Regions from separate parts of the Sus scrofa genome. Here region 1 is linked to region 2. The links are chromatin contacts, called in public Hi-C maps. All regions are on one chromosome and are shown on one strand. Each heading gives the region's core, a stretch centred on a gene start, on an enhancer-like site or on the middle of the called end of the contact. The rest is flanking DNA. Distances are from core to core; before and after follow the strand shown.

Evidence for each region. Hi-C and Micro-C count contacts between places; a contact is called where the count stands out from the background.
Region 1: a contact with region 2 is called in a Hi-C map of retroperitoneal adipose tissue, with 4 times the contacts expected there. The contact joins the promoter of LHX6 here to the enhancer-like site in region 2. A contact is called at or near these places in 3 of 5 promoter capture datasets (fetal liver, fetal skeletal muscle and liver), 3 of 47 Hi-C or Micro-C datasets (fetal heart ventricle, retroperitoneal adipose tissue and skeletal muscle) and 1 of 2 datasets of contacts at active chromatin or transcription factors (skeletal muscle).

What each region holds. Positions count from the first base shown.
Region 1 is chr1:262,321,455-262,324,897 of Sscrofa11.1, forward strand. LHX6 (LIM/homeobox protein Lhx6) reads right to left here and starts at 1,323. Exons shown (of 9, transcript XM_021068376.1): 1 at 776-1,323. The coding sequence starts at 1,228.
Region 2 is chr1:262,222,512-262,226,492 of Sscrofa11.1, forward strand. No RefSeq gene overlaps it. Among named protein-coding and RNA genes, the nearest start is that of TTLL11, 20 kb to the left of the region's middle. Within about 2 kb of position 2,195, at least 7 of the 83 cell types and tissues checked have an H3K27ac peak or open chromatin away from gene starts, as enhancers often do. A contact at or near this core is called in retroperitoneal adipose tissue, where this site is marked.

The DNA.
Region 1 (3,443 bases), core at 73-2,572, 98 kb after region 2:
GTCAATCAGTGAGATCCATCAGGCCGCCCAAAGAATTGCAAATTTGATTTTTTAATGGTAGTAATTAAAAATCGAATTTTTTCTCCCTCCACCCACCCCCCTTCCTCGCTCCCTTCTCCTCTCGACACAAAATGCAAAAAGGAGAAAAGAGAGAAAGAAAGAAAATAAAAAAGAGATGGGGGGTGGCTTTTGAGGAAAATTAAACCCAGAGCGCTGAGAGCGTGAGCCCGTCCGCCCCGCGCGAGGGGCGAAATTGATGCGGAGATATATTGACGCGGATTCAGGCGCCTTTCGAGGGCCAGTCCGAGAGAAACCCAGAGCCAAAACGGGGGCTAGATCAGGGGCAAAACGGGACCAAAAGAGAAAACGGAAGCGTCCAAGGAGAGGAAAAAGCACCCTCCAACCCCTCAGAGCGCCCGGGACAAGCCCAGCACCGCGATTCTCAGCGTTGCGCCGGTACAACCCCCGGAGGATCGGCGCTATCAGCGCCTATTCAGACGGACAATACCCGCCTCGCCTCCTCTTGATTCGCCTGTGTCTTTGCTAAATCGCTTTTTGAGAAATTCCTCCAACATTTGCATAATGTGTTCCCGCTTTCCGCGACCACCCCCCCGCCCCGCGCTCGCGCGCGCTCACACATTCACAGACACATACTCCCAGGCTCACCCCCGCACCCCTCCTCCCTGCGGCCGCCGCCACCCGGCCGGGCCCGGCTGGGTCTCGGTCCCTGCCGACCCCTGGCCCGGGAGGCTCACCCACTCTCTCGTTCACTCACCTGCTCGGTGGTGGGGCCGCCCTTGGCCGGCAGCCGGCAGCCCTCGGGCAGCGCCGGGGCGGCGTTCTCATGCTTCCAGTACATGGGCCGGGGAGCGGCGGGCTCAGCCGGCGCGCAGCACGAAGAGCCGCGCGGAGGGGGACCACGGCCGCAGTGGGAGCAAAAGCTGAAGCAGGAGCAGCAGGAGAGCCGAGGTGCCGGCCCCGCCGCCCCGGGCCCGGCCCCAGCCCCTGCCCCCGGCCCGCGCGCAGCCCTGGCCTCCCTGGCTGCCGCCGCAGCTGCCTCGGAAGAAGGTCCCGACAAACTTGGAGAGGCCCCCGCCCCCTCCTTCTCCTCCTCCTCTCGCTCCTCGTAGTCCTCCTCCTCCTCTCCCTCCTCCTCGTCCTCCTCCCCCTCCAGCTGCGGTGGCGGCCGCCCTGCCGCTGGAGCCCCGCTCGGTTCAAGATGAGTCATGCGTGACCAATCCCCTCCCCGCGGAGGGAGAGCGAGACACACACAGCGAGCCAGCGACCCAGAGACACATACACACAGACATATAGACACACAGAAATTCAGAGCTGCTGACAGACTCAGAGACACTCTGACATACAAAGGCACAGGCAGGCACACACTGCACACAGCTCACTACGGCCCCTCCCTCGAGGGGCACCCACAGCCCTCCAGCACAGCTCCACTTTCAGATACCAGAGGGACCCATGGTCACATCTTGGGCTGAGATAGGTCTTATATAAAGTAAAACACTTTATACTTTGTTAATGCAATTCCTTGCCTGGTACGATTGTGTACATCCTGATGCAAATGATTACCTGTTTGCCTCATTTACACCGAGCACAAGGCATTCATACATTCTCACACACCTGCACAGCTGCCTCTGCTCCGTAACAACCAAAGAGCACACACCAAGGACTTGGGCTATATCCTATTCTCAGTGGGATTGGGCCAGGTGGGGAAAGGGGAATTCTGGGGTGGGGGATGCTTCCTTGACTTCCCCAGGGAGGGAGTGCCTGGGACACCCGCCTTCTTTTGAGAATTTGCTGAGCCATCCAGTCTAACACCTATCACCTTCTCCAGGGCTTTATCAATAGAGGTGGGGAAGGCAGGGAGGCCCAGGCATTTAGATAGGAGACACAGCCCCCAGCCCCTCAGACACAAAAGCCTCAAACTCAAAGATAGAGCCTTACACAGTTCACATACAACACATAAACACAAGTGGACACATGTCCTTAGTGCCCTTCTTTGCACACAGAGCTGAGACGTATAAATACATAGCATCTTCTAAAAACAAATACACACATTTTCTACAAAACAAAAAACAAAACAGAATTAGATCTGGCTCTAGAGACAACACACGTCTAACCTCCACACAGTCGCACATACCATCACCTCCCTAATTGCCCTCATTTACGACTGTAAACACCCCCCCCACCAGAATAACTGTTCTTATGTGTGTATCCACAGTTAGGAGAGCACAGATTCCTAGGGAGTTGCAAACCAGTGCAAAACCTCATACTACTCTACTCAGAGACCCACAGATATACACAGTGTATCCCTACAGATGGTGAAATAACCATTTAGAGTCTGAAAGAGCGTACTCGCCTCTGCAGACACCGGATTCCCAGGAGTCATGGTCATGTACACACACAGGCACATCCTACCAGATCCAGGCAGATTAGGGTATCTGCCCACCAGCGTAATACAAAAGACTCACACCTACATCCTCAAAGTACAGAGAAATAGCCCAAGCCAATGGCATCTCCCACCCTCTGCATTCTAGCCATTTGTTTCTCTCAGACACAGATGCTCAAAGTGAAAACTTTCTCTGTAAACCATGGTCTTTTCTACTAAAAGCATAACTGCAATATGAAAGCTGGTGAGGTGTGTTCATATGCACCCTCAAAAATTCGCAGGACTATGGACATCAATCTCCTCAAATATCTTTTTTGTACATCCTAAACCCAGCTGCTTCTCCTCGATATTTTATCCACAGCAGCCTCAGCACTTTGTGATCATGATTTCATTTTCCTTTCACAATAACCCCGTGAGAGAGTCTCTCTCTCTCTTTTTCTTTTTGTCTTCTTGTCTTTTCTAGGGCCACACCCGTGGCATGTGGAGGTTCCCAGGCTAGGGGTCGAATCAGAGCTGTTGCTGCCAGCCTACGCCAGAGCCACAGCAATGGGGGATCCGAGCCAAGTCTGCGACCTACACCACAGCTCACAGCAATGTCAGATCCTTAACCCACTGAGCGAGGCCAGGGATCAAACCCAAAACCTCATGGTTCCTTGTTGGAGTTGTTCACCACTGAGCCACGACGGGAACTACCAAGATAGTGTCTCTTACTGCACCTGTTCACTGATGAACAAACAGGTTCGGAGAGAACATGTGAAATGTCTAAAGTGGTGCCACACGGCTAATTATTGCCAGGGCCAAGAACTCCACACCAGGAATTCCCGTCGTGGCGCAGTGGTTAATGAATCTGACTAGGAACCATGAGGTTGAGGGTTCGATCCCTGCCCTTGCTCAGTGGGTTAAGGATCTGGCATTGCCCTGAGCTGTGGTGTAGGTTGCAGACGTGGCTCAGATCCCGTGTTGCTGTGGCTCTGGTGTAGGCCGGCGGCTACAGCTCTGAGTCAACCCCTAGCCTGGGAACCTCCATATGCTGCGGGAGCGG
Region 2 (3,981 bases), core at 945-3,444:
CCATGCGAGTCCAGAGTTGCCTCAGACGCCAAAGACCCGCAGGTCCTGGAGGACCCAGACAAGCTGTTGGCTTCAAGCCCCTCAAGGTACTCAAGGCAGGTATATAGGTACAGATGGGAGGCTGCGCACAGGTGGGTGATGTATCAGAACAGGGATAAGGGGGTACTTCTGGTCTGAAGAGTCTCTAGCTCACCCCCCACCCCACCCCCACCCCCAAGCTGAGCCTATCCCCAGCCCCTCAGGTCTGGCTCCAGAAGCCACAGATTCAGAAGACTGAGGCTTGGGGGAGGGCGCTAGTGGGCAGATGAGCTGGGTGGGTGGATGCCACCTGGCTGGCCCAGGCCCGACTGTCCATGGCCTCTGATGTGCAGCGTGAGGCCCAGCTAAGTACCGACGGCGGCCTGCAGGGAGGCCCATGCTCGCAGGTATTTGCTCTGCTGACCTTGCACGCGTTTGAGGTTTGCTCAGGCCAACACTGTGTCCCCACTCACATTCCGTGCCTGTACCTTTGACTTGATGCACTCATGTGCTGACATCTGGAGGGGGGGCTGTCACACTTGACCTCTGTCACAGCATTGGTCTCAGCAAAGCCGGAGGTCCAGGTGGGTGATGGGAGGGTATGAAATGAAGGAGATCCCTGATGGGTCCCAGGAGATTGTAATCTCCAACTGCCCCACTTTGCAGGGAAAGAAACCGAGGCCCGGGGAACCCAAGATCAATGCAATCAATCAGATGCAGAAAGCTGGGCCAAGGCACCACCTACTCTCATGCTGCCCCCTTGTGGTCAGAGCAGGGACTGCAGCCAGTCCCCTAGCCATTCCCCTGCAGTGGGTCCAAGACAGACGCAAAGGTCTACCTTCCTCCCTCCCAGGCCAGCTCCCCTCAACCCCTGCCCTGGGGTCCCATCCGTACCAATTTCTCAGTATGGAGGAGCCTCAAGGTCCAAAGGCACCCCAGTTTCTCCAGCCCAGGTTGGCCCCCTTGAATAGGAACCCCTGGAGGGGTGACCAGCTCCAGGTTGCTGAGTGAGCCTTTGGATCAGAGCCCACCTGGCAGCCCCACTGCCACGTCGGGGATGTCCCCAGTCGTCAGCTCCTTGCCCTCTCTGAATGACCACACCCTCCTTCTTCAATTCTTTCTCCTTGGCCTCAATGAAGAGACACCGCTGGTTTTCCTTCCAGCTCCCCAACTGTCCAGGTTTGGGGGGGGGCTTCTTGGTCCCCTCTGTTCCTGACTGTCGATGTTTCCTGAGCCTCTGACTGCCCTGCTTTTGCCTGGACCTGGAGCTGGGTCACCTAGCAGGCAGGCAGGTAGGCAGACGGCCTCGGGGCACCATCACCAGCAGCACCGAAAACAGAAGACAGGGAGGAAAATGTCTGTTTCTATGAACGCATGCATTTGGTGATGATGAAATTTTTAGAATACGTGTAAGTGTCACATTTCACACTTTTCTTTACATAAAAAGCATCCTTCTTTTTGACTAAGGGAGGTAGGGCGAGCTCCATGGTCTTCCAAGTGCTTACAGCTTCTAAGGGCCCTGCCTAGATGACCTCATCTATTCACTACTTTCAACTGCCTGTCAATAACCTTCCAACTCTCATGGGGATATCATCAGACCTGACGCCAATTGCTTCCTGGATACCTTCCGCAAGTTCCCCCGGGGCTTTCAGGCTCGGCAAACCCAAAACATTCTCATCATTTCTCCCTTAACCCCTCATCCAACACTGATACCCCCTGCCAGGTGACTCTACCATCATCTCATCTTGTCCGACTCCCGCCCACCACCAAAGCCTATTGATTCAATCTCCTAGCAGCTCTGGAATCTGCATCCTTCTCACACCCTCCCCCTCAACGCCCTCACTGTTGCCCCTGACCTGGTCCAGGCCACCGCTGCTTTTCCCAGCTGGCTCTCCTCCCACCCCCAGTTTCTTCTCATAAGCTGGCTTCACATGCCCATCTGATCACATCACTTCCTTGTCTGAGCCTGTCCCCAGATCCCTGTTACCCCAATAAAGTCCAATGCTCCTAAGACTGGCCTTGAAGGTCCCCAAGATGTGGCCTTGCTGCCCCCTGTGACCTCATCTCCCACCACCCATAATCACACCCTGATCCTCCAGGTGCTGAGAAGTTCTCAAAGTTTAATGGCTAATGTATAACCGAACTGGAGGGTGTCTGGAGTGGGTATGGGTGTGATAAGGCTGGACATACCATCCCAAGCTGGCGATGACTTCCAAAATTGTCCACTCTGCCACTAAGGCAGCCATAAGGCCACCAACACACAGGTGTCTCCAGCCCAGCTTGTACCCCTCCCACAACGGGGAGCTCCCTCTTTCAAACCATCACTGGACAGGTCCTATTAGCAAGTTCTGCTCCTGGACTACATGGATATGGGGCAGAAAACAAAAACTGAACAAAATCCCATTCTCAGGGATACTTAAGGGATTTTTCCTCAGTTCCTTGGGTCTGGGTGTCTCCCCTCAGAGCTGTGGCTCCCAGAAGCCGTTCTGGGCCAAACAGTGAGATGATCAGAAGAGCCACCAGAGGGCGGTGCTGCCCCATACACAGCCCCTGGGACCAGCCTGTCTTTGTGTCAGAAGGTTTTTCAAGGCGAGTGTGTGAGTGTGAGTTTGAATGTGAGTGTGTGTGTGTTACTTTGTGTATCTCTGATGGGGTGTTTGTCCCGGCCAGTTGGTGTATGCAGTTGTCTATTTTTGTTCACATCTTTGTCTTTCAATTCTCACCCAGAAACGTGTGTTTGTCACTCCAGGGGCCCCAGGAAAGGACAGGGAGGATCATGGCCTCACCCTATGCAGTCCTCACCTTCTGAAAAGCTCCCGCCACCATCACCCTCATCATGAGACTCACTGGCCACACCTGGGCATCAGTACCCATCCACTAGGGCAATGACCCCAGTGAGAAGGAGCCAATCCTGGTCTTTGGGGCCCATGTGGGCTTGGAGTCCCCCAGGCACGCCCTCCCAGCGTCACATCCACTCCTACCCACCAACACCTACAAAGATGGATAACCTTGTAATATCCGCATATTACAGAGAAAGTGTAAGTCTGGTCAGCCTGGCACTGGGCACCAGGGCACCCCGACCTCAGCCCCTGGCCCCAAGCCTTAGAAATCAGGCTCCTGGAGAAGGATGGAGGAGTAACCCCACCCACTGCTGTAACAGAGGACAGCCCTAGAAATGAGGGTGCCCAGGGGAGGGAGCTGTCCTCACCTGGGGTGGCGGAGAAGGAAGGCTTCTTAGGACCATACTTGGGATGGGTCCTAGAAACAAGCCGGGGTGTCAGCCCAGAGCCAGCTGGCATGGGCAAAGGCACTGAAGTGTGAGAGCAGAGCTTAGCCAGGTTGGGCACAGGTGATGCACGTGGGTGGGGGTGGGGGGCTGTGGCAGAAAATGCAGCAAAGGGGGCAACCTTCCTCCCAAGCAGCCTGGTTTGGGGGACTGGCCAAGCCACCCCACCCTCAAAGCCAAGGCCACCTCAGACCTCCGTGGCCTCTGCAGAACAGATAGGTCCCCACATCACTGCCCCTATTCTCCCCAAGGACGCAGGAACCCTGGGAATTTCTGCAGCTGAAGCAGGAGGGGTGGCGGGCTGAAAAGAGTCCATGTGCTTCAAGCTCTAGACCAGAGAGAAGCACAGTTAGAGACTTAGACTTCGTTAGAGACCTAGAGAGAGTCCAAGAAAGTGTGTTGGACGTGCAGAGAAGGGAGAGAGAAGAGAGGCAGAGATTCAGGCGGACAGAAATAGAGACAGGAAGAGAAAAAGGAGAGAGCAAGAAATGGGGACAGGAAGGCAGGGAGAGGACAGGAGAGGGGTGCAAGGAGGAGGGGGCAGGGCGAACTTTCTAGGCCTCCCTCCTCGCTCCTCGTGGCCGGCAATCAGGCCTGCAGGAGGCAGGTGGTCGGGGCAGACAATGGCGCGGAGGAGTGCGGAACCTGGGACTAAATTTGGCGCTGCCTTTGCAGGG